Regions from separate parts of the Mus musculus genome. Here regions 1, 2 and 4 are each linked to region 3. The links are chromatin contacts, called in public promoter capture Hi-C maps. All regions are on one chromosome and are shown on one strand. Each heading gives the region's core, a stretch centred on a gene start, on an enhancer-like site or on the middle of the called end of the contact. The rest is flanking DNA. Distances are from core to core; before and after follow the strand shown.

Region 1 (6,150 bases), core at 529-3,028, 1.1 Mb after region 3:
CTAGTTGTCCTGGAACTCATTATGGTCTCAAACTCAGAGATTCAATGGCTTCTACCTCCTCGGTGCTGGGATTAAAGGCATGTGCCACCACACCCAGCCTGCATTATCTCTTAATCACTTTTGAAACAACAGTTGAAGTAACGATAAAATCTGTTCACTCAATTAAATTTTGAATTTCTTTTTCTTCTTCTTTTTGTATAGTTGAGGATGGAACTCAAAAGCCTTGCATAACTGGGTAAGCAAGATGCATGTTCCTGCTACAGGGCTGGGCATATGCCACAAGCCTGATTCAATGCTGCTGACCTAAGGCAGCTGTCTACTTCCTCAAAGGAAACACAATTGATTTTATTTCTATTACTGGCACATAGCAACTGCCTCTAAGGACCAGACAATATGCAGTTATTGCAGGTATCCCATTGGAGTCTCATAACAATCTTCTATAAAACAAATTCGTGTTCCTATTTATGGATAGGAGAGACTAACTCCCCCCAAGTCACATAGACTACTGTATTCCAAAGCTGACATCTATACCAGCCCAGGTCTACCCTACAGTAAATCCTATGCCCTCTCCTCCACTATCCGGAGGGTTGTCTGTATTTCTCCTCCCACATAGTTTCAACTATACCAATGGCTTGCTGAAGAGTCCTTACTCATCACCTTCTAAGCTTAATAAGGTCCCTCCTTCCTTCTACCAAGGTGCAACTAGGCAGTGGGTGTGTTAGTCAAAGGAGTTTAAAAGCATTGGTTGACCTGAAACTGGCTGGGCAATTTGTATTTCATTATTATCTTTTGGGTGAGGGGGATGAAGCCTCCTATCACATCTTCCCACTTTCAAGAAGATAAACCAGCAACCCTAAAACCATCTTTTTGCTGTAAGAGTCACTTTTCTCCTCTCGAGGGAACGGATACGTGGATGAAAACGTCCCGTTTAAAAGCTCAAAGAACCGAGTCCAGTCTCCATTCCTAACAGAAGTGACCCTTCCTGCCAGCAGAAGACCTGGCTCCCGACAGTTAAGACCTCATGTCTCAGGCATTATTTTCCAGCTTGGATACACCCAGCCTCCAATCCTTATGCTGACTAGTCCCCCGTCCCGTCCCCCCCTCCCCCCAGCTAGTCTCAAGAACTTGACTAGTTACTACAGCCTGCAATTCTAACCTAAGTTCTCAGACAATCTCAGGAGCCCGCCGGTCTCTTGCTCCCAAGGCGGGGTTCCCCGCTCGTTCACGTGTTTCCGAGAGCAGCCCGGCAGCCCCTCTGGACATCTTAAAGAACTCGACCGGACCTGATCACTGTGGCACCTCCCGGGCTGGGGTTGCACTCACCCGCTTCATCTGGACCTGAGTGCGTCCGAAGCACGTCCTGGAAGGCCGGTCAGGCAAAGTGCTGCAGACAGTAGCCAAAGCCCAAGTGCGGAGCCGCGGAACCAGCAGGGAGCCCAGGTAGCACGTGGAGAGGGAGGATCTTCGCAACTATCGCCGGTCCGCCGCCGCCCCTTCCGGGTCCGGGAGCCGGGACGGCACGCACCGGCGGGAGACAAGAGGCCTCACACGCCTCCGAAACCGGAAGAGGCCGAGCGCCGCCCACCCAGCAGGGTCTCCTTTAGCCACCACGCTGGTCTTCTCAGCTTTTCAGTCACCCACGGAGGCTCACTCTCCCGTGGGCTCTTAGTCGGACCTAGCACCCAGTGTCTAGGAAAGGGACTCTCTGAAGCGCCCACCTTCTCCGCGTGTCTGCAGGCGCGCCTCGGGTCAGCCCTACCGGAGCGCACTTTCCAGACAGGCAGCTCCACGGCCATCTAGCAGGGTGGCGTTGCCTAGCAACGACGGGGTCCTTTCTGGCTCGGTGGCGCTCGGGGCCTGCGGGGAGTGAACGGGCGCGGAGGGCGCTGGGAGAGGCCGGGGCAAGGTGGCGAGCGTTCAGTGTGCCGGTAACCCGACCTCCTCGCTCCTAGTAAGATGAGCGAGGCGGACCAGGCCCTGGTGGGGCCCAAGGCCGACGAGCCCTCGCCGCCCGCAGAGGAGAAGGACGAAGGGGGCGGGAAGGAGGCGGCTGCCGACGCGGCCCCCGGGCCCAGCGCCTCGTTTCGCCTCATGGTGACTCGGCGGGAGCCTGCCGTGAAGCTGCAATACGCGGTGAGCGGGTTAGAGCCGCTCTCCTGGTCTGAGGACCACCGCGTGTCTGTGTCCACGGCTCGCAGCGTCGCCGTGCTGGAGCTTATCTGCGATGTGCACAACCCAGGCCAGGATCTGGTGATCCACCGCACCTCGGTACCCGCACCTCTCAACAGCTGCCTCCTCAAGGTAAGTCGCCTCCACCGCTTCTCCCGCGGACGCGCCACGGATCCCAAGGGAAGCTGGCCTGCACCCGGCTCTAGGATTCCATGTGCATCCAACTCTTAATGAAGGGGCTAGCCTCGCCGCAGCTTTTAAAAAGTCGTGCAAGCGTCTTCACTGTTCCTAGACACCCCCGCCCCCCCAGCCAGGATCCGCTATCCATTCCTTCATTACTGGTGGATGGAACAGTTAGAGCCGTTAGCCCCGGGATTTCTGGAACTCTTGTGACTCCACCCCGCAGCTGACCCAACCCCTGACCTGTCTACCGTTGCTCCTATTGTCTGGGGCCAACTCCCCAGGCCCTGGGCTGGCTTTGTGTTTTCATTCTGTAATGCAAGCGCCCTCCTCTCGCGCCACTTTTGCTTTGAGAAGAAAAACTGATCTATTTCGTTACCTGTTTGACGGTTTCATTGTGAACGGTCCTTGTGTCTCCTTGGGTAGACAGCTCTTAAATCTGGAAGTGTGATGAAAAATAAAACCTCGGAGAGCATCAGGTGCTTAGACTTCCAAGTCCAAGGTCTCTGTAACTCTATAAATTTACTGCCTTCAACTTCATATAACCCAAGTTTGCTCCTGAACTGTAGAGTTTCTAATTTTTGTTGTATTAATGTAACCATTTTCAAACATGGTTTACTTTAGTGAGCGATGTTCCTTTTCATAGTCTATAAATGTAAAAACTTACTTTTATTTTATTTATACCTTCTGTATGTATATGCAGTAGGTAATCTGTCAAAGTGGGTGTGTGTCAAGTGAGTAGGTGCCCAATGGAGTCTGGGATAAATCAGAGTAGAGACAGCCCCTGCCCTCAAGGAGGTTATTTATCCTTTGGCAGGTCATGAACAAATAATGTAGTCTTAATATCATGGTGTGCTATAAAGCTATACACACGTATAACAGTATGCTTATTTGAAAGTAAAGTTTTTCCATACTCTTCTAGACAGCCATTCCAAATCCAGGTGATTAATCACGGGTACCATTTGAGTAGCCTGAGCTCTTTTTAGCACACTTGATTCAAATTTCAAACACACTGTTGATTTGGATAATATGTTTATTTATTTTTTTTTTATTTTATTTGGTTTTTGTTTTTTCGAGAAAGGGTTTCCCTGGCTGTCCTGGAACTCACTCTGTAGACCAGGCTGGCCTTGAACTCAGAAATCCACCTGCCTCTGCCTCCCAACTCAGAAATCCACCTGCCTCTGCCTCCCAAGTGCTGGGATTAAAGGCGTGTGCCACCACTGCCAGGCCTTTTCTCTTTTAAATAGCATCTTGAGCTTGATAATCTTGCCTGGGATTACAGACTCACAGATTTAATTAATTATTCAGCTTGACTGACTGAGTCATGTAAGATCCTAAGATCTGAGTGAAATGATTCAAATATAAACTGGTAGTGCTGTTGAAGTGATAAACATAGGAGGGAGGCAGAAGAAAGGTGCTGAAAAGCTGCACCCTCTGCTGAACTTACTGTTTCAATGGATATTCCAGTGCCCCTCAGCTAGGGAAAGTCTGGGCCTAGATGGTAAAAACTGACTGTTTAACAGAGAGTTTGGTGAAAGGAGTAGGAGGGGAGGCACTTAAATCAGAGGAGGTCACTGAGTCTGTAGCAGTCCCAAGAAATGATAGTGTTTGGTTTATCAGGAAGCTCAGAAAGGCTACTCAAGGTGGCAAGCGAGGCATCCTGCTCATGCACATGGATCTTTCATCATGAGTGGAGCTATGTGTGACTGTTTCTTGAGCATTGATGAATCGCCTGGAGCTGAAGATTTCTTCTAGAGTCAGAGAAAATGACACCAGTTTAGGAACTAGGAAGGTTAGTCCAGGAAGTTTCTTGAGTGCTGTTTCAGTTCATGAGGATAGTGTGATCTGGTATAGTTCAGGAGTGTGAGACTGCTTGGGCTAGAGGTAAGCAGATGATTGCTGGGCTGAGGCTAACAGAGGGCGTTAAGAGCCTAGGCTTTGGCACAAGATAGACCTAGCTATAACACAAAATAGTAAAGCCTTGTTTAGGCTTTATGAAAAATTAAGTTATACATACACAAAGCATCACCTACCATATAGCATTATCACTTAATGTCTGACACTGCCTTCATGCTCAATGTCCTCACGCTTGTCATCTTTCCTTCATGCTCTCCAGGCATGAAAGAAAAGCCTGGGGATTTGAAGGTGATACTAAGATTCTGATAAATTGACATTTTGCTACATTTGACATTTGCCACACTGTTTAAATAGTAGTAGAAAACCTTTATGTAGCCCTCTAATTGATAAAAGAGTTTACATGAGAGGCCTCCATTGTTGCAGTGGTATACGAAATCACCAGTTCTTCTGTGCCCTATATACTGATCATCCCTAAAGATTTAAATACCTCAAACAGCTAAAGCATTAAACACTGAACCATTTTTAAAGCTGTTGCTCTATGATTCTGTTAAATCACAGCTCAAACATTATCAGTTATATGTAAGTTACTATCTTGGATACTTCTAGGAGAAATGGTGGGTAATAGTTAGAACTTAACTGTCCATAGAAATCTTTTCTAGGGGCACTTCAGGATAGTGTTCTGTAGTGGCTTTTAGGAAAAGTTGGCTTGAGCTCTAGGAACCTGCTACCTCCACCTCACTCTAAGATTACAGGCATGTACCGTACCCAGCTTCTTACACGACGAGTAAAATGAATTCCGCTCCTGTGTTTGTAGGGCAAACTCTTCACTGGCTGAGCTTTCCCTAGCTGCATTGCTGTCTCACATGGTGTTTACCACTAATACATTGAGGAATTCTGTTATTGAGTAGGCTTAATAGTTTGCATGCACTTAAAAATCTTTTAAAATTGGTGTCTATTCTGGCTAGCATGGTCCTTAGTGATTATTTTCCATGTTTTGCCTGTATCCTAGAGCATTACTTCAGTGCTTGGGAACTTAGCATCAAGTCACTTTTAATAGCTATATACTAAAAGAATTTGGACTCCCTTGTAAATCATGTCCTACTCTTTCCATTTCCAAGATCAAGTTTCTTTAAAAAGTTTGGCACTAAAATCAAAATGGAAACTTGTACTTTTTCACTTTTCTCCTTTGTTTTCTTTGGCTATTTGAGATCAAAGTCTGGCCACGCATCCCCAGCTGTCCTGGAACTTGCTCAGTTGATATGCCTAGCTTTGTGACCACAGATTTGCACTGCCATGCCTTTTATCCACCTCTCTAAAAACAGATGGAGTTCTTCCTATTTTCAATCTGTGATGGGAATATTTTTAGATCAGCCTTTGTTCTTTTTTGGCTTTAACCTTCCTGGCTTTAATTTTAGTCATAACTTCCTCTGTCTTTACTGTCTCTTTAAAATCTTTTTACAGAGCTTTCATCATTTGGCTGAGCACATGATACGTGTTACAGACCCAGACATGGGGGTGATGAGACAAAGCTAGAATGATCTGAGAAGGCCTCCTAAGATTAGACCTGGTAAGATAGATGGGAAGGAGCAAGTCAGGCAAGGAGCCAGGAAAAGCAGTGGGTGGGCTAGAGAAGTCTGATAGGAGCCAGCTTACTTACAGCAAGAGTAGTAGACAAGGCAATGTGTGTGATTTGTTAAAGAAACTGCAGATTAAAAGGCCTAGCGTTGTTGTGTAAGGTTTAGCAGGTAAAAAACACAGACTTTGATGGCTTTGGTTCAATTTCTGGAACACACATGAAAAATGAAAAGCACAATGTGATGGCTTGCATCTTAATCCCAACATTCCTATAGTAAGATGGAAGGCAGAGATGGAAGAATCATGAGGAAGCTGACCAGCTAGCTAACCTGGAGTCCACAAGTACAGCAGAAACAAGAGAGCCCTTAC
Region 2 (6,093 bases), core at 1,131-3,630, 1.0 Mb before region 3:
TTCCTTTGGTTTTTTGAGACAGGGTTTCTCTGTATAGCCCTGGCTGTCCTGGAACTCACATTGTGGACCAGGCTGGCCTGGAACTCAGAAATCCACCTGCCTCTGCCTCCCTAGTGCTGGGATTAAAGGCGTGCACCACCACACCCGGCATGGAAATAGTACTTTACATTGGCAACCCCTTCCTGAACTCTAGTTAATGATGAGAAAATGTCAAATTCCAATAGGAGGACAGTCTGCAAACATTTTCAGATAAGGAGATAGCTCAGTGATACAGCTACATGCAGAGGGCCCAAGATTTGATCCCCAGGAATGACAACAACAAAAGACCAGGCCTATGTCCCAGAACTAAGGAGGTTGAGGCAGGGAGATCAAGTTTCAAAACCAGTCTGTACTATGTTGAAAGACAGCCTGGCGTAGTTCTGAAGATTTTAGCTTAAAACGGAGGCTGTGGAGATGGCTAACAGGTTAGGAGTGTAGAGGTCCTGTAGCCTAGCTACCATCCCCTGACCACCAGCCAACCCTGCCCCCACCCTGCCATCCCAAAGAAAGCTTAATATGAAGCCAAACAAGAAACAGAAGGTCTGAGGCATAGCTCCATGCAGCATTTGCCTACAATGCATGGGGCCCAGGGTTTCATTCTCAGAACTCCCCTTCCCCAAGTGTCTAGTATTTCTCAAAACTCTCAAAGTCATTTAAAGAGCACCCAAGAGAAGCTGAGAGTCAGCACTGTGGGGAGCTCAAAGTGTTCCCTGTTAGTGGTAATTTATAAATGTTACAGTTTGCTCTTAAGCCGACTAGCTTCCAGATAACTGAGACAGGACTATTTAATTTTATTTAACAGGTTTAAGGCACAACAACTGAGCAGTATTAGTTTATTTTAGTCCTTTAAGCTAATCTGACTACTTCACAGCCACAATCCTTGAGATACTTGTTGTATTTTATGGCTTTCTCTGCTCCAGCTGTTTTTTATGATTATGATGTCTTCTGGACTTCCCACCTCATGGCTAAATCCCCACTTCCTCCCTCTCTCCTGTTCTGTCACTGGCTGATCAGCCCTTTATTGACCAATCTGAATAATTAGGAAGCAATGTTTACACAACATTGATGACAGGCAGTTCTCAAAATAAGGATAGCAACCATATATGAGGGCATAGCAATCAGCATGTGAATAATACAAGGATAATCCTTATACAGTGCACAATAACATTATTCCTACAGTTCCCTAAGGAAGAAACTGGGTAAGAAACTATGGGCTTTATTTAATAATATTGCTCATGGGGCTGGAGAGATGGCTCAGTGGTTAAGAGCACTGACTGCTCTTCCAGAGGTCCTGAGTTCAATTCCCAGCAACCACATGGTGGCTCACAACCATCTGTAGTGGAAATCTGATGCCCTCTTCTGGTGTGTCTGAAGTCAGTATACTCACATACATAAATAAATAAAATCTTTAAAAAAAAATACTGGTCATGGGTTTTTAACAAGTATGAGATGCAGATCCCTCTTTTTTTTTTTTTTGAGATGTCAGACTCTCACTGTAGCCCTGACTGCACCTGGAATTCCTTGTATAGGACAGGGTGGCCTCCAACTCAGATATCCAAGACAATCACCTGTCTCTACTTCCCAGAGTGCTGGGATTAAAGGTGTGTGCTACAATACCCAGCCCTCAAATGTCAGTTTTGTTCTGTTTTGTTTTGTTTTGTTTTAACGACAAGATCCAATATGCAGCTTTGACCTGCTTGAAACTTTGTAGACTGGCCCCAACTCATACAGAGTGTTGGGGTTAAGGGTGCACACCACCCACCGCACCTGTCAGATTTAATGATAGGGACGCACGTTGGGGGGGGGTCATGTGGGAACCCACTATATTATCCTCTCATTTTTAAAAATTTATTCATTTACATGTTAATTTATGCATGTGTGTAAGCCCACATGAGTTTATGAGCACCACATGCACGCAGGTGCCTGCGTCATTTCTTTTTTAATACTTATTTATTTCATGTATGTCAGTACACTGTCGCTGTCTTCAGACACACCAGAAGAGGGCACCAGATCCCATTACAGATGGTTGTGAGCTACCATGTGGTTACTGGGAATTGAACTCAGAACCTCTGGGAGAGCAGTCAGTGCTCTTAACCGCTGAGCCATCTCTCCGCCCATCATTAAAAAAAAATGGTTCTAAAACACTGTTACTTGATGGGGATAGGGCAGCAGTCATCATCACCTGATTCCTATAATCTCAATATTATTCCTGTAACATCAAGGTTCAGAAGCAGAAGGGACTTTGCCCTTAACAAAGATGGTAGCCACTAGCGTCGGTAGACTGCCTGCCCCGGACAAAGAGGGCGGCCCCGCCAGCAGGAACCGGAAATACGAGTCTGGGCGGTGCGCGGGGTACGGTGGGCGCTGGGCGGGCGCTGGGCGCGCAAGGTGCGCGGGTCCGGTTATGAAGCTTGGCCGGGCCGCTCTGGCCCTGCTGCTGCTGGCGCCGTGCGTGGTTCGTGCGGTGGAGCCCATCAGCCTGAGTCTGGCCCTGGCCGGCGTACTCACCACCTATATCTCCTACCCTCGTCTCTACTGCCTCTTCGCCGAGTGCTGCGGCCAGATGCGGAGCCTCAGCCGGGAGGGTAGGCGGGCACCAGGCGTCCGGGATGCTGCGGCAGGGGGATGGCGCCGCTGCCAGGCCAGACTTTGGCCGGAGGCCTGAGAGATGAGTGGTCGGGGCCCGGGGTAGGGTGTCAGCCCTGCGCGGAGCTCTCCGGGGCGGCCTCACGGCACCTCTTCCGCTTGGCTTTGGGGCCAACCCCGAGGAAGGGCAGAGTTCGCAGCACCAGGGTCCCTCAGCGCTCTCCAAACCAGGCTCCGCGGGCCCTGACGTCCTGGAAATGGGGCTGCCTTTTGCCAGCTTGTTTCTCTCCTGACCAGAGTGATCTTTCCTTTCTCAGCGCTGCAGAAAGATCTGGATAACAAGCTCTTTGGACAGCATCTTGCAAAAAAAGTCATCCTAAACGCCGTGTCTGGTTTCCTAAGCAACCCGAAGCCCAAGAAGCCCCTTACCCTCTCTCTGCACGGGTGGACGGGCACCGGCAAAAACTTCGCCAGCAAGATCATCGCGGAGAATATTTACGAGGGCGGACTGAACAGTGACTATGTACACCTGTTTGTGGCCACGCTACACTTCCCCCACGCCTCTAACATCACACAGTATAAGGCAAGAGCATTAAGTTGACCGCCTTCGCGGATGACCCGGAATTGGGGTTTCTCTGTTGTGGGGTGGGATGTGGGAATTCCACGTCAGTGAGTGAGCCACAACATGGCTCTCTGTATGTCAGTTCCTCTTTAAAAGGTGTGCACAGAAGTGGTCATATCCCTTGGAGGAATGACAGCTGAAGCTAGGCTACCGTGTTTTAAAGGGGACTGTCAAGAGCTGGGGGTAGCTCGGCATAGAGCACTTGCCCAGAATGTGGGAAGTTCTGTATTATGTCTCTCCACCCCAACTCCCACAACTCCCGCTGTGGCGAGGGTGCACTGGGGGATAGATATGTAAGTTACAAAGGGTTTGAGATACATAGAGCAGTTAGACCACCAAAGTTTTATGAGTGGCCTCTGTGACACTCATAAAGTGACTCGGTAAGGTGACAACTTGGCTGGGAAGTGGGGACATAACAACTCCAGGGTCTTTAGGAGTCGCCTCCCCCCGCCCCCTGTTGTGAAAAGGAAACCTAGAGGCCAAGTTTGCTTTGACCCAGCTGTTGCAACCTGCTATTGGAGTTTAATTCTGATAACAGGCTCACACCTGAATTCAGGTTCGGTCCCTCCCTCCCTACAGCTGTGCAGTAGGGGCTGTCACTTAACTTGAGCAGGGACATTCTTTATCTTAGAATGGTGCTTCAACCTCGAGTCTGTTAGTGCACCCCCTTTCTGTTGAGCATTGTGTGGCCATAACTGTGGCTTTGTGCAGGTTGTTTAATCTTGGTGCCTGAGGTCAGCGGGTGTTTTCCTACACACCTGTATTCCCAGCAGGCTGAGGCAGGAGGATCACACCTTTGAGGTTAGTCTGGGCTACATAGTAAGCTTCTGTTTGAAAACAGAAATGGAGAGGATGTCAGGTGGAGGAAGAGGAGAAAATAGGGGCTCAGTATCATTTCCTCAATGGCTTTGGGGAGAAGATTCAAAAATGTTGTCATAGCCAGGCATGGTGGCGCACGCCTTTAATCCCAGCACTTGGGAGGCAGAGGCAGGCAGATTTCTGAGTTCGAGGCCAGCCTGGCCTACAGCATGAGTTCTAGGACAGCCAGGGCTACACAGAGAAACCCTGTCTTGAAAAACAAAACAAACAAAACAAAAAATGTTGAGTTAACAGAGCTTGGAACGGTGTCTCGCAGCAGTGGGCGCTTGCTCACAGTCTGGGGCAGGAGACTGGGCAGACCTTCTCTGTGGAGTTCTAACGACTGAGTGAGTTGTATGGAACCATGAGTTGCCACATGATTCAGGTCACTGTAGGTTCCTCTAAGGCAGTTTCTCAACCTTCCTAATGCTGTGACTCTTTAATTCAGTTCCTCATAAAATGATTTCGGTATTACTTCAGAACTGTAATTTTGTAACTGTTATGAATCTTAACACAAATATCTGATCTGCAGGTATTTGATAAGTGCGCCCCGGGGGTCTCGACACACAGGTTGAGAACCGCTGCTGGGAGGGGAAGCTGGTCCATACCTGCAGAGTTGCTGCTTACATTAGATACAAAGGAGAACTGTATTGTGGTCACAGAGCAGTGGAAACACCCTAAGCAGATAGATGTACAGTGTAGCTGTTCGTGTGTTCTTTAGAAAGATACATGGCTGCCTTCCCCAGCTCACTTCAAGAGGAGGGTGGCTGGAAATACCTACACCCTAGGTAGGATTTGGGCTCAGTTTTCCCAGGAAGATGCTTTAAGAGGTCTGTGTGTCTCCCCTTGATGGCTCAGTGTATACGAACCTGGCTGGGGTTTGTCTGGGGCTGGCTTAGGGTGACTGAGGCTCTGACTTCATTCTTTAGCATCTGCCCCACCGAACAACCAAATACAAATAAGGTGGGCTCGTTTGTCTGCTTTATTCTTGAGCCCGCTGCCCATGAGCTCATTGTTGCAGCCTGAACTGTGTTTATTATCATCATCATCATTTTAGTTTGGTTTGTTTTTAATTTTGTGTTTGTGTGTGCTTGTCATCATGTGTGTACACATGTCTGTCTCTAGTGATGTGCCTCAGGATCTGTCTACATTTTTTTGAGACAGGGTCTGTCATTGAGACCTGGGCCTGCCTACCAGGCAAGTCCCATGGCTTCTGTCTTTGCTTCCTCAGTACTCTTAGGGCTCTCCCTGGCTTCCTCTCAGGGGCGCTTGTAAGACAGGCACTTTACCCCACTAAGCTTTCTTCCCAGCCCTGGCCTGGAGCTCTTGCTCTGTCTCAGCAGGATCACAAATGAATGTCACCGTGTCCATCTCCAAATGCATTCGTAGAGTGTGTTGCTGGTCGGGAGAGCCTCGTCACCCCCTCCCAGGATGCCGAGCGAGCAAGTTCAGACTCCCTAAGGGAGCCTCTGATTGAGTCAGTGCTTTGCAGGCTGGACTGCAGAGGAAGGGCTGAGGTGATGGTGGGTTCCTGCCTCTCATCCAGAGGCTGTCATCACAGGATAGATGTGACATTGTGAGGACAGAGCTGGTGCCTGGCTGACACAAGGTCACAAACCTGGAGCGTTGGCATAGGACAGGGTTGGGCTGAGATCCCAGCCTGCCTCAGCCTAACTACGTTTTCTTAGGCAAGCGCTCTGTAGCTCAGGGTCCTCGTCTGTGGCATGGGTATGATGCTATCCACACAGGAAGTGCTTGTGAGGCCAAAGGTGTATGGGTGTGATGCTCATAGCACAGTGCTCCAGAAACACAGCCATTGTCCTGAGGGCCTGGGCTTGTTTAGCACTAGTGAGGCTCTGGGTAAATGCACACAAAAAACAAAGAAACCCAAAGCTGATAGCATTGTGTCGACGACTTCCCTGCCTCCCCTCCCTACCCCCCTGAGCTCTTAATTGTAGAAGGAATCATTTGTGCAATGCGTGGAAGCA
Region 3 (6,067 bases), core at 1,163-3,662:
GCTGACGAGCTGCAGCAGACCAAGAGGCATAGACTGGAGTTCTCCAATAGGCAGTGGGCACTGGTAACAAAGGCAGGCTGCCCTCAGAGCCTCTGTCCTTAGTGCACATTCCACAGACCAGACTCGGGTAGCTATTCCTAAGAGCCATTTCTCAGTATCTGTAGAGGCCCCACCTTTGAGATGAAAGCAGAGAAGAAAAAAATAATAGAAAATTATAATCCAGGGAACTAAAAGATACACTTAATATGACTCTCCCTGCTTAAACCTGTTCATTAGATTACTTGACATCAGATTTCTCCAAGTATTAGATTACTACAAAGCATACAGCCAAGGCTAAAGGCACTACCAGAGAATAAGCCGGCTGCAGCAGCTCCTGCCTGCCATAGGTCCAGCTACTTTGGAAGCTAAGGGTGGAGAAATAAGCTTGAGTCCAGGATCTGAGACATATAACAAGGCCTCCTTTCTTTTAAGAGGGGTAAAAGTCCAGGGTGGTGGCAGCCAGGCTTGTTGGCAGGAGCAATGAGTTCAAGACCAGCTATACCCAACTACATAGATTCAGGATGAGCTACGGGTCAAGATCTTGTCTCAAAAGTAGGGAATAGAATTGCATATCTATATGTCTCCAGGCCTTGGGTTTATCATAAGAACTGTTTCACATTTGTCTGGTATAGGGCAAACTTTGAAATCCATCCTTTTTATCTAGGTCCCTGGATAACAGTCAACACACTTTGAGGGTCCCTTTGAGGAATTAATGACCCAGTTACTAAAAAAGGCTTATTGTTAATTTCCTGCAGGGGATCTACTGCAGCACATTTTTTTTTTCCAACTTTGACTTCAATTTGACCTTTAAAATCTAAGACATTTAGTATGAGTGGGAACCTTGGCTCAATGGCTTCATGCAACTCACTGTTGCTAGTGCTATTCTTAAGCTCTTGTTTCCTGGCTACAAGACACCCCCACCCTGCCATCTTTGATACATTCTGTTTTACTTAAGTCCAATTGCTATGACAACGCAATTTCTGAACACATTATTAAAATACTTCATATGGTTGGTTTCTCTTGTATTCCTTGACAGTCATAATAATTAGCTTTTTGAAAATACCAAGGGTAAAGAACAAACGACTTAAAATGTTTTGGGTCTCTATATAGAAAAACCTGATTATCTGAGAGGCTGAGGCAGGAAAATCCTGAGTTTGAGGCCGGCCTGAGCTATTCAGCAAATTCCAGGCCAGCTGGAGTTACACTGTAAGAGCCTGTAGAGAGAGGGACAGAGACAGAAACAGAGAGATGAAAGTCAACAAAGCCCTATGAAGTGTAGCAGTTCGAAATGATTTCACCCTTTCTGGGACATTCATTTAAAACACACCGACCCTTACTTACATAGAAGCCCTCTTGATGTGTGTGTGTGTGTGTGTGTTTGTGTGTGTGCGCGCGCGTGTGTGCATATGTGTGTGTGTAATTCTAGTACCTGAGAGGATTTTAAAATCAAATTTTTCCTGGAGAAGCATTTCATCAAATTTGCAGGGATAGCTTCAGACAAAAGACTGTTCTATCACTTCACACTGGCACAGCAGTAGAATTTGACCAAAAAAAAACCCCCAAAAAACAAAAAACCCAGAAGCCTTCGACTTAATGTCTTATATAGAAAGAAAAGAGCTGTAAGCTATTAAGTTATTTATTGGATTTGGATCTCCTCCAACCAAGCGGCACCGCATCTAACTATTATACTGGAGCAGGTCGGCACTGGAGAGAAAAGACATTTATTACCAGGAAAGAAAAAGGAGGCCTTTCTGCGGCCGGAGGGCCCGGGACCGCCACACAGGATGAAATTAAGGTCAGCGAGCCCTTCACTGCAGACAGGAGGCTCCGAGAGGTGCGAGCGCCGCAGTTGCGGGCGACGGGCGGTGCGGGGGCGCTCGCGGGTGGGTGCTGCCGAGGACCACCCCCCGCCACCTGCCGCGACGGGTGGGGCCGCGGGCGCAGGAAGGGGCCTTCGCGTACCTTCGGCGGACCGTGACACTCCAGGTCGCCGCCCGGCTCTGCCGCGCCCCGCAGCCCACGCGCCACAAAAGGCGGCGGCGGGGGCCCACGGAGCCGCCCGCGAGGCTCCGCAGCTCATCTGTCCACATCGCTCCGGTGCTCGGCCTCCCGCGGCCTTTCCCTTCCCGCCCACCGCCCTTTCTTACCGGCTCCTGGGGGTGAGGGGCGTGGGTCGCCGCGCTGAGGGCTGCTGAGGAAAAAGATGCGCCGCCGCGGCCCCTGCCTCACGCCGTTCGCTCCGCAGCGGATAGTGACGGCGGCGCGCGCGCACTGTGGCTTTTATAAGCGGCCGCGCGCGCCCCCGCGGCGGCCGAGCGCGAGCGTGAGGGAAGTGCCCCGGTTGGCGACGCGAGAGGCGGGACTCGCTGCTCCACTGCAGTACGGAGAGGACCGAGCGCGTCCGGAAGGAGCCGAAGCTGCGGGGCGGGGTGGTGGGGGTTGGGGTAAAGGACGGGAACGCGCTTGCGAGGGGTGCGGGGCGCGGCACAGAGCGGAGCAGCCGCCGCAGCCGCCCGCCGCGGCGTGGGACCCGAGCAATCCTGCCCCGCCCAGTCCGCCCTGCAGAGAATCTGTGCCGCACCCCTCCGCCCTGGGAGCCCTTCCGAGACTGCGGCGAAGGGCAGGGCGGGGCCCGCCGCCGCAGTCAGGCTGGGGATGTTGCTGCCCTGGCCGGAAAGACGCCCTGTCCCTTTCGGATGATCTCACTGGAATGTTGGCTCCCTCTTTGCACTTTTTCTGGGGGAGGCTTGGCTCTGGAAGACCCAAGTCTGCCTGTTCTGGTGGGGGATGGGGCCAAAAAAAAAAAAAAAAGATGATATAAGGATCCGTGTTTGAGGAGGTGGTAGGGAAAAAAATCCCGGTTAGGGAAAAAAAAAAAAAAAAAAAAGACTGATTTGTGGCGTAAGACTTTATTTCAGGATATGGAGAATTCTTCAGCAATCTTCCTGTTGCCAGTAGACAGAGTGTATTCGTCCCAGTTGATAAACGACATTACTATTTCTTTCCCCAGTATTAATTGAACTTTGCTGTTTAGCTGACACCGCACGTGCTTTGGGCTTTTAATCTCTGCTCTTATTTTACAAGGTAGATGTTGCCTTTCCCATTTTACAAATTAGCATCCTGATGACATAGAAGGTAGCTCTCTCCCCAGGTCAAGCACGAAGCAGCAATCAGAGAACCTAAGATTTGAACACAAGCGTTAAGCAAGTGGGTGCTAGACTTCTGAGAAAAGGAAAACACAATTTCTGTAATTTTTTTCTTATACACAACCCTTTTCAGGGCCTGGCTCTGAACTAAACTCTGTAGCCAGGCTCCCCTACTGCAAAAGCTCTTTCCCTTCCTCCATTTTGGGTGACAGCTGTGTGGCAACCATTGGAGTAGCACCCAGCTCATTCCTGTGTAGTCAGGCAGCTCTGCCAGGCATCAGCCTCCTGGTTACCAAGCCACCCTCCTATTTAAATAATTATAAAGAACTGGGCATTGCTCCAGAACTGGGATGAGGCCCAGTCCCAAGCTTCCTGGTCCTCTGCACTTTGGTTTCTGCTGAGCCTAGGATCTGCAAGGTGACTTCTAAGCTACTCTGACTGTAGGCATGATGGTGAAAGAACATTCCTAGTCATTTTCCTTGGAGAGGAGAGATTTAAAAAATAAAAAAAATAAAATAAAAAGGGAGTGGCCACAGCTCAGCGGCAGCTTCACAGACTCCTGAGATCCAAAAGGCAGGTGCTTGGAGGACAGCATTTAATGCCATCTTCTTTACAGAGAAAACTGGTTGAGGAGCTACTTCCTGGACTGGGCTTTTTTTCCTTTTCTTTTTTGTTTTTCCAGACAGGATTTCCCTTTGTAGTTTTGGCTGTCGTGAAACTTGCTCTGTAGACCAGGCAGGCCTCAAACACAGAGATCCCCCTGCCTCTTTCTCCTGAGTGGTGGGATGAAAGGCATGCAGAAATGCTGTGCATTTCTGAAAACAGCTGATGGTGACCATAGTAACCACCTCTTCAGTCAGCTGCAGCAAATTTAAAACTCAGATGTTCAGCACTGGGTACAAAATGGCTAGTATAACTTAACTCTCCACAATGTCTAAGACCTGATACTTCGGTGGCAAGGGCTCTCTGGGCTGGGCTCCATACTGAAAATAGGGGTTCTACTGTTTCTCCCAAATGCCAAACAAATCCAAGACCTAAAGGGAGCTCTCTTCTGACTGGGAAACTAAAATCCTGCTGGTTGGTCCATTTTCTGATCGGAAGAATGGTCAGGATAACGGCACCCACAGGCACCCACCCTGTTCTCATCTGGCAGGAGAAATGAGCCATCAAAAAGCCATTGCTCATGGTTTCTATTGTTGCTCCCCTCCCTCCCACCAATTTCAGCGCATGCCTCACACTATTATGTGTGGGCATGGGGAAGGGATATTGCAGATAATAACCTTGTTTTTAATGAGAACTTCACAGGGACAAAATAAAGCAAGCACAGCCCAGTGTGACAGCGCGGTTCCGCTCCACGTTCTTGGCCACACCTCTACTGGCCTCCTTACAAGCAGAGAATCCAAGAGAATTCTAAGCTTCTCTTGATTACTGCAGCCCCTAGACTTAAAACTCTAGCTAGCCCTGGTCCCCTGTTCTAAAGGTCAGTTGTTGGTTGGGGAAATATGCTAATTGTTACCTGTCCACTTCTCTACCGCTATCCTGCACTCTCTCTACAAAGTCAAGTGCTTGTATTATTTTTTCCTCCCTGTAAAGCTGATTGGGAAGGATCATGCCCAGAAAATTACTTTCCCCAGAGCTGCAGGAGCAGAGCTGGCAAGCCAGTCACACAACTCTTCCAAACATAGTGACTATGTAAAACCTGAGGGCATTATGCTAAGTGAAACGAGCCAGACAGAAGGACCAATATTAAATGATTCTGCATACCTTACAATCTGCAACTGCTGGGTCTCAGAGATAACAGTACTGGATGGGGGAAAGGGGGAAAGGACCAGTTTCCATTTTGGAGGAGAAAGTTCCGGCAGTCTGGGTTGGGCACTTCTGAACACATTCTACCATGTAGACTATTTCCTAAAACATTTACTACATTTATTCATGTGTGTTATATGAAGGTCAGAGGGCAACATGCACAAGTTGGTTCTCCTTGTGGATTCTGGGGTTCAAACGCAGGTCATCAGGCTTGGTGGCATGTACCCTTCTTAACCCAGAGCCATCCTGGAGTACTGGGATTAACGGCATGTAATTTTTTTGTTTAAGATAAGGTGCCAGCTGTGGCCTAGTCTATCCTGGAGTTCATGGCAATCCTCCTGCTTCAGCTGCTTCAGTGTTATGATTGCAGGAGGTGGTACCACCATACCCAGATTTTCCTGCTAAGCTTTTCATTATCTAGAGCCTGGCCTAACGATGACATAGTCATTCCAGAGCCTAGAAAGGCTTGTAGAGTTTACCATCGCTTGGCACTGTTTCTTACTGCTTTTCTCCATGGACCAGTTTACCTGCTTCGAAAGCACAGGACTAGCTGGGACGTGGCCAGCAGCTCTTGTAGGAGCTCATGTACTTCTTATAGAAGCCCAGGTTCCATTTCCAGCATTATAGATCAAGGCCAACCATCTGCCTCAGAGCAGTCCAAAGTATATGCTTGCTTTTCCAACCTCTCGATTTAAAAGAAAAAAAAAAGTTTTATGTGTATGAGTGATTTTCTTACACTATGTTCATGCCTAGTGTCCTTAGAGGCCAGAAAAGAGCACTGGATCTTTCTTTCCTTTTCTAAAGATTTGTTTTATTTATATGAGTACACTGTTGCTCTCCTCAGAGACACCAGAATAGATCCCATTACAGATGGTTGTGAGCTACCATGTGGTTGCTGGGAATTGAACTCAGGACCTCTGGAAGAGCAGTCAGTGCTCCTAACCTCTGAGGCATCTCTCCAACCCTGCATTGGATCTTCTGAAACTGGAATTACAGTTGTGAAACTCAAGGGTGCTGGAAACTAAACCTGGGTCCCCTGCAAGAACAAGGACTCTTGTTTTGTTTCTTGTTGATTT
Region 4 (5,913 bases), core at 1,291-3,790, 1.3 Mb after region 3:
GCGGGTGAGAGCACTCACTGACTGCTCTTCCACAGGTCCTGAGTTCAAAGCCCAGCAACCACATGGTAGCTCATAACCACCCATAATGAGATCAGATTCCCTCTTCTGGTCTGTCTGAAGTCAGTTACAGTGTACCTATGTATAATAATAAATAAATCTTTAAAAAAAAATTGAAAGAAGCAAATAACCCAAAATGTTACTTTAAGTCCATGATCAAGTATCTTTTTGGAACACATAAGAAGACTTCTTCCAAAACAAAAAACAAAAACAAAAAAACCCCATGCACGAAAACCTCAAGGACAGAGTACACAGGTGTGCCTACTGTGGGGACAGATATTAGGCACACAGAGGGTCAGGTAAATTCATTTGGAATTCTTTGCTTCTGGCAATTCTGTTCTCCTGTAACCATTACATATTCAGGTTTGTGCTAGCTCTGCCCTGGTCAAACTGCTCAGTTTTCTCTCACAAGTCTGCACAGAAAGCACCATACCACAGCATCCACAGGACCAGGTAGCTCTGCTCGTAAGCCAATGAGGAAGCGTGGCGCTGAGACACAAGCCTGCAGACACCAGCTTATTGAAAACATGCAAGAAACTGCCAGCCTGCTTCCTTCTACCTAGGAATTTAGGGGCATACCAAGTGTTCATGACACCAAGAGATGCATGAAGCTAAGAAAGCTTACATCATCTGCCCTTCTAGCCCCATGATGTAAGGGTGTTTTTAGAGAAGATATTAACTTTAGTAAGAAGGTATTTTCTGTTCACATCCTCTATAAATACCCCTTACATTTACACCAGGTGGTTACAAAAGTCTGAACAGCCTCGTTTGCCTGATGTATGACTGTTAAAGGGGCATTTCCTTACAAAACTCTAAATCAGTTTTCCTATTTGCATATCCCAGGTTTATTCAGCGACGCTCAAGTTAAAAATCACAGGTGGGTTGCTCAGTAAATCAAAGGCTCCCAGAAGATTAGGCTCTGTGAAGCTTCCTAGAATTTACCACTGCGCTTCCCCAGCCTGTTTGAATGCAGATGACTCCAACTTGATCCTAAAGTTATAAATCAAAATATCTCAGAAGAGCATTAGTCTATTTTAGTACTTTTACAGCTTACAATACGTAAAGTGAAGTGCTAATTCCATATTCGTTTTCTTAAGTAAGGATTTCAGCCTTTTTTTTTTCAGTGAATACCACCGGTTTTATGGAAAAATACAAAATACTTTGTAACCAAATTTGGATTACCAAATACACCGTGCTGTAAGAAACAAAAGCTTAAGACATACAAACCAAATGCACCCTGTTCAAAATCTCTCACCACACACACACACACACACACACACACACACACACATATCCCTACCTTGGCCAAATGATTAACTACACTCACTTAATAATAGGCCACCTTTAATCAAATAACAGACAAATGGAACCAGTCGGACTTCAATTCCAGTGCTGTCTCAGAATAGGGGGGTGTGACCTTGGGCAAATTATTCCACTCTCTCCAGGCCTCAGTTTCTTCATTTAGAAAGGCTGCAGACTGCTTCTCCTTTGTCCAGAACCAAAGACAGGATGGCTACCAAGCACTTTCAATAGTGCTCGGTCACACAGGCACCCCCTATTCCCCCTCTCCAAAAAACAAAAAACAAAAAAAAAACAAAAAAAAAAACAAAAAAAAACGATAGTTGCGATTACTGGCCGACCACACTCCACGCCATCCCCACGTCTCTCTCATTCCAAATCCAACACGCGAGAAGCCAAACTCTTCTAACCCACAACACAAAGAAAGTGCTTGGGTTCTAAAAAAGGTGTCTGGGACCGCAGGCAGTGGGTCCTCCAGGTCCTCAAATGAATGAATGAGCGTTCAGCAGTGGCTGGGCAGGTAGCTGTCGCTAACGAGCACCTCTGCCGACTTGGAGGTAACTGTCTTCCAGCATCAATTAAACACCCACAAGTACACCCAGAGCCAAGCACTCGGCCGTGCACACTCTCCCCGAGACGGCGGGCGCCGGGCAGCCTCCAGTGCCCACAGGCGGCCTTCATTCATTCTCCACCCCCAGCCCCGGCGGCTGCAGTAGAGGCTCGAGCCGCGACCCCACCCCCGGGTCCCCGTGCCGGGCCCGGGGTCTCTGACCTGCGCGGCGCACCCCCGCGGGAGCCTGTCACCGCAGCAAGCGAGGGGGGCGGGTTAGCGGGGCCACCTCGGGCCCGGAGCTGCAGCCAGCCATGCCATCGGACGGAGCAGGCCCGCCTCAGCTCCCCGGGGCCCCAGCAGCCCAAGCCGAGCCCTGCCGGAGCCAGCGCGCGATGAGGGCGAGGAAGAAGCTCCCCGAACCCCCTTCCCCGGACCCCCGACTCGGCTAACGCGCTCCGCAGCGCCCCACAGCGTGAGGTCACGCTGCCAGAGCTGCCCCGAAAAGCCCACAAGGAAAAGAAGGGGAAACACCCCCCGTACTCACCCACCGTCTCCTCCCCCTCAGCTGTTTACCTCACAGTCCCTCCAGCCTACAGGGCGCCGCCATCTTGGACGCGCAGCACCTCCCCCTGGCGTGAAGCGTCTCGAGCGGCGGGGGCCTCCGCTATGAAAAAGAGTCCCTATTCGGGTCTCTACTACGCTCCGAGCCTAATGCCAGATGGCCAGAGTCTCAGCCTCTCCAGACAGGACAGGATATACCACTTATGACGATACAAGCTGGCCGAGATAAATAAAACCGAAAGAGATTTTAATGTGGAGGCGGGGACGGCGGAAGGATCGTGAAGGTGGGAGCCCACTGAGAGATCTTGTGACTCTGAAGGAGGCCGAAAGAAGTCCCGGCGCAGAGGGCGGAGCCACGAGACCGGCCGAGGGGTGGGGTGGGGAGGGGCGGCCACGTGATGGTGACAGGAGGCGCGCGCTCGGAACAAGCACAGTCAAAAACAAGCTGGCAGGGCTAGGCTCAGTGGAGAGCGCTGGCCCTTTCGAGCCAGGTCCCTCTGTCTTTGGCACACCTGCCACCTTTGGGGTCTCCCTGTAGGCGTTCCTATTTCCAAATGAGCCTCTGGGATCCCCTTGGATGGACAGCCTGTCAATTGCAGCAAAAAGGATGGGGCTTTCCCCCACCACCACTTTTTCCTTTGCAGAAGAGTCTGTGGAGTGACATGTAGAGGCCAGCCTTAGTCAGAGGATGCAGTTTATGTTGTAAAGTCAGAATACCTTGATTTACTTGCATGCCATGACAAGGTGTCAAGTCTTTTCAAACCTTGCCGGCTGTGGTGCAAAGCTTTTTAGAGGGATATCAGAATGTATATAGTTTTCATTTGCTGTTATTTTCCTTATTTGTATTATTTTTTTAATTAATTATGTATTTATTAAGGTTTTCCAAGACAAAGTTTCTCTTTATGCTTTGCCCATCCTGGAACTTGCTCTGTAGCCCAGGCTGGCCTGGAAGTCAAGAGAGTCTTCTGCCTCTGCCTAGCTTTAAAGGTGCTAGCTTTAAAGGTGTTCACCGCCGCAGCTGCCCCAGCAGCCGCCGCCACAACCACCACCACCACCTGGCATTGTGTATTTTTTGTTTTGGTTTGTTGTTGCTGTATTTTGTTGTTTTTTGGTTTGGGTTGGAGTTTGGGGTTTTATTATACTTAAACTTATATAATAAGACCCAGTGAAAGATGATAAGCGGAAGCTAGAGAAATGGCCTTGCCGTTAAGAGCATTTGTTGCTCTTACAGAGGACCAGGGTTAGGTTCCCAGAACCCAAATGGCAGCAGCTCCCAACTACCTATAACTCCAGTTCGAGGAGATGGCGCCCTCGCCTGGCCTTCTTGGGAACTAGGACTTCTCTCCTAAGCATACATCCAGGAGGCTCTCCTTGTCCTTAAGATAATTGAGTTTGTGTACACTCACCCCCAAATTGTAGTCTTTCAAGTCGTGTGCATTGCACGTTGGATAAGCCAGGGAAATTATTAACAAATAAGTATTTTGTGTGTATTTAGTGGTTGCTTTGTATTGAGAGAAAAGCTTTGAGGTGTGATTAAATCGTAAACTCTGATTCTATTTGGGAAAAACAGGAAAAAAGGTGCACTTAATCTCTAGCTAAAACAGCGTAATTTTTCAACTTTTACCCTAAAATTATAATTTCAAGATGTTTAGACATACTGTATCTTGTGTTTGTGTACCCTCTCCCCAATATTATGGTTTATTCTTTAATGCCTTTTAATTTGGATATAATAGCTTGTACTTTAGATTTTGGTTGCTATCTTGCCAAAATAAGTGTTACTGTTTTTCAAGCTTGGCCCCCTTCCCCAATTGTCTTATTTAAAGAGAAAGTTAAACTCATTAAAAAAAATAATAATAATAATAATAATTGAGAGGAGGCAGAGGCGGGGCAGGCACCTTAATATAAATAAAACTCAAAGTACTTTAAAGTACCACAAGACTCAGTAGCACTGTGGAAATTCTATTTACTTCTGCGACAGGGTCTGAGTCTCTGCAGCCCAGGCTAGTTTTGAACTAGAGAATCTCTTGGCTCAGCCCTTCCCACTGCTTGGATTACAGAAGTGCGCTACTGTCCTAGTTTGCTTTCTGTTACTGTGATGAAGACCATGACCAAAAACAACGTAGGGAGGGAAACGTTTATTTCTTCTCACGGCTTGTAGTCCATCATGAAGAGAAGTCCTGGCAGGAACTCCAGACAGGGCCGTGGAGAAACAACGCTTCCTGGCTTGCTCCTTCATACAAAGCAGGACCACCTTCCCATACAAGACCCCACCCACAGTGGGCGGAGCCCTCAACCTCTGTTACAGGCCGATCTGATGGAGGCATTTTCTCAGCTGAGATGACCTCTTCCCAGATGATCCCAATTTAAGCTGAGTTGACCAAATAAACAACCTAGCCAGAACAGTTGCCTTCTCTCGGGTTGGATTTTACATAAAGGCTGATTTTTGTGAAATAGAAGTAGGAGAGGAGGCTGCAAAGAGAGTAAGATCCCAGACACGGGTGTTGAGGTTTATAAACCGCAGTAGTAAAGTGCGGCGAGAGCGAGCACCTCAACGGGCCCTGCCAAGATGTTTCCCCTGAAGAATCAGCCAGAAGACAGGCCTAATATTAAAAAGGTTTATTGATGGGATGGACCAGCCGGGGACACGTGAGGAGGAGGGGAAATGGAGAGGGGAGAATGGAGAGAGAAAAGGGAGGAGGGAAAGGTAAGGAGAGGTCTTCTTTTATGTCTGGCTCCTGGCTCGTACCTGGCGGGTGGAGACACAAACTGTTGCTAGGTAACTGTTGGGCGGAGCCTAGCGGAATTGCTAATACATGAAACAAGAACAAGGCCTTTTCAGCAAGAAAATTCTCGGTGAGTTATGGAAATAAGTTTGGAGACTTATTGGGTCCCAATTCAATACGGCCTGGAAGAAGAAAACAGGTGCTGAAGAACCACATAGTGAGTGGGGCTGACTGCATGTTGAAGCCCTAAATGGGTTTTGCTAAGACTACTGTTAGACTCCTGGTAGGGGTGCTCCGGGAGAAATAGAAAAATGCATTCTTTCTAGGCTCACTAGCTTTCTCCCTTATTTCCATCTCTCGTGGGTGTCCTTGGAGCAGTAAATGACCTTTTTAACATGAGGCCTTGAGCCACGCGGGCTTCCTAGAAAGGTAGCAATGATGCCGGGATGCCCCCGTTCTGCTATTGTCATAGAGGCAGGTGAGAGACATTGTAGATTCCAGACAGAGTTTGGATGCAGGTTTCCCATCATAGTAACTGGGCAAGCCTTAGTCTCCTCACATGCACAAGGAGTGGTGCCTAAAGGAGCGGGGACAAACCCAGGATGCCCTTAAAATATAGGCAGTGCACAGCCTCACTCGGCTATTGTCAAGTTTATTCAACCTGTGCCCACTGTGGACAGAACATCCATTTTGCACATTTCAGCTGCCCAAGCATAAGCC

What was found. Promoter capture Hi-C pulls out the DNA fragments that hold promoters and counts their contacts.
Region 1: a contact with region 3 is called in a promoter capture Hi-C map of pre-B cells, with 3 times the contacts expected there. The contact joins the promoter of Ddx31 here to the promoter of Sptan1 in region 3. A contact is called at or near these places in 5 of 39 promoter capture datasets (the C10 cell line, the HPC-7 cell line, cranial neural crest and 2 more).
Region 2: a promoter capture Hi-C map of neutrophils shows a contact between it and region 3, with 3 times the contacts expected there. The contact joins the promoter of Tor1a here to the promoter of Sptan1 in region 3. A contact is called at or near these places in 3 of 39 promoter capture datasets (liver, neutrophils and pre-B cells).
Region 4: a contact with region 3 is called in a promoter capture Hi-C map of pre-B cells, with 2.3 times the contacts expected there. The contact joins the promoter of Tsc1 here to the promoter of Sptan1 in region 3. A contact is called at or near these places in 2 of 39 promoter capture datasets (the 3T3-L1 cell line and pre-B cells).

Annotation. Positions count from the first base shown.
Region 1 is chr2:28,836,034-28,842,183 of GRCm38.p6, reverse strand. It overlaps Ddx31 (DEAD/H box helicase 31), which reads right to left and starts at 1,778. Exons shown (of 20, transcript NM_001033294.3): 1 at 1,324-1,778. The coding sequence starts at 1,332. It overlaps Gtf3c4 (general transcription factor IIIC, polypeptide 4), which reads left to right and starts at 1,824. Exons shown (of 5, transcript NM_172977.3): 1 at 1,824-2,301. The coding sequence starts at 1,957.
Region 2 is chr2:30,964,205-30,970,297 of GRCm38.p6, reverse strand. It overlaps Tor1a (torsin family 1, member A (torsin A)), which reads left to right and starts at 2,380. Exons shown (of 5, transcript NM_144884.2): 1 at 2,380-2,624; 2 at 2,943-3,208. The coding sequence starts at 2,444.
Region 3 is chr2:29,961,905-29,967,971 of GRCm38.p6, reverse strand. It overlaps Sptan1 (spectrin alpha, non-erythrocytic 1), which reads right to left and starts at 2,412. Exons shown (of 57, transcript NM_001177667.1): 1 at 2,187-2,412.
Region 4 is chr2:28,637,860-28,643,772 of GRCm38.p6, reverse strand. Tsc1 (TSC complex subunit 1) reads right to left here and starts at 2,540. Exons shown (of 23, transcript NM_022887.4): 1 at 2,483-2,540.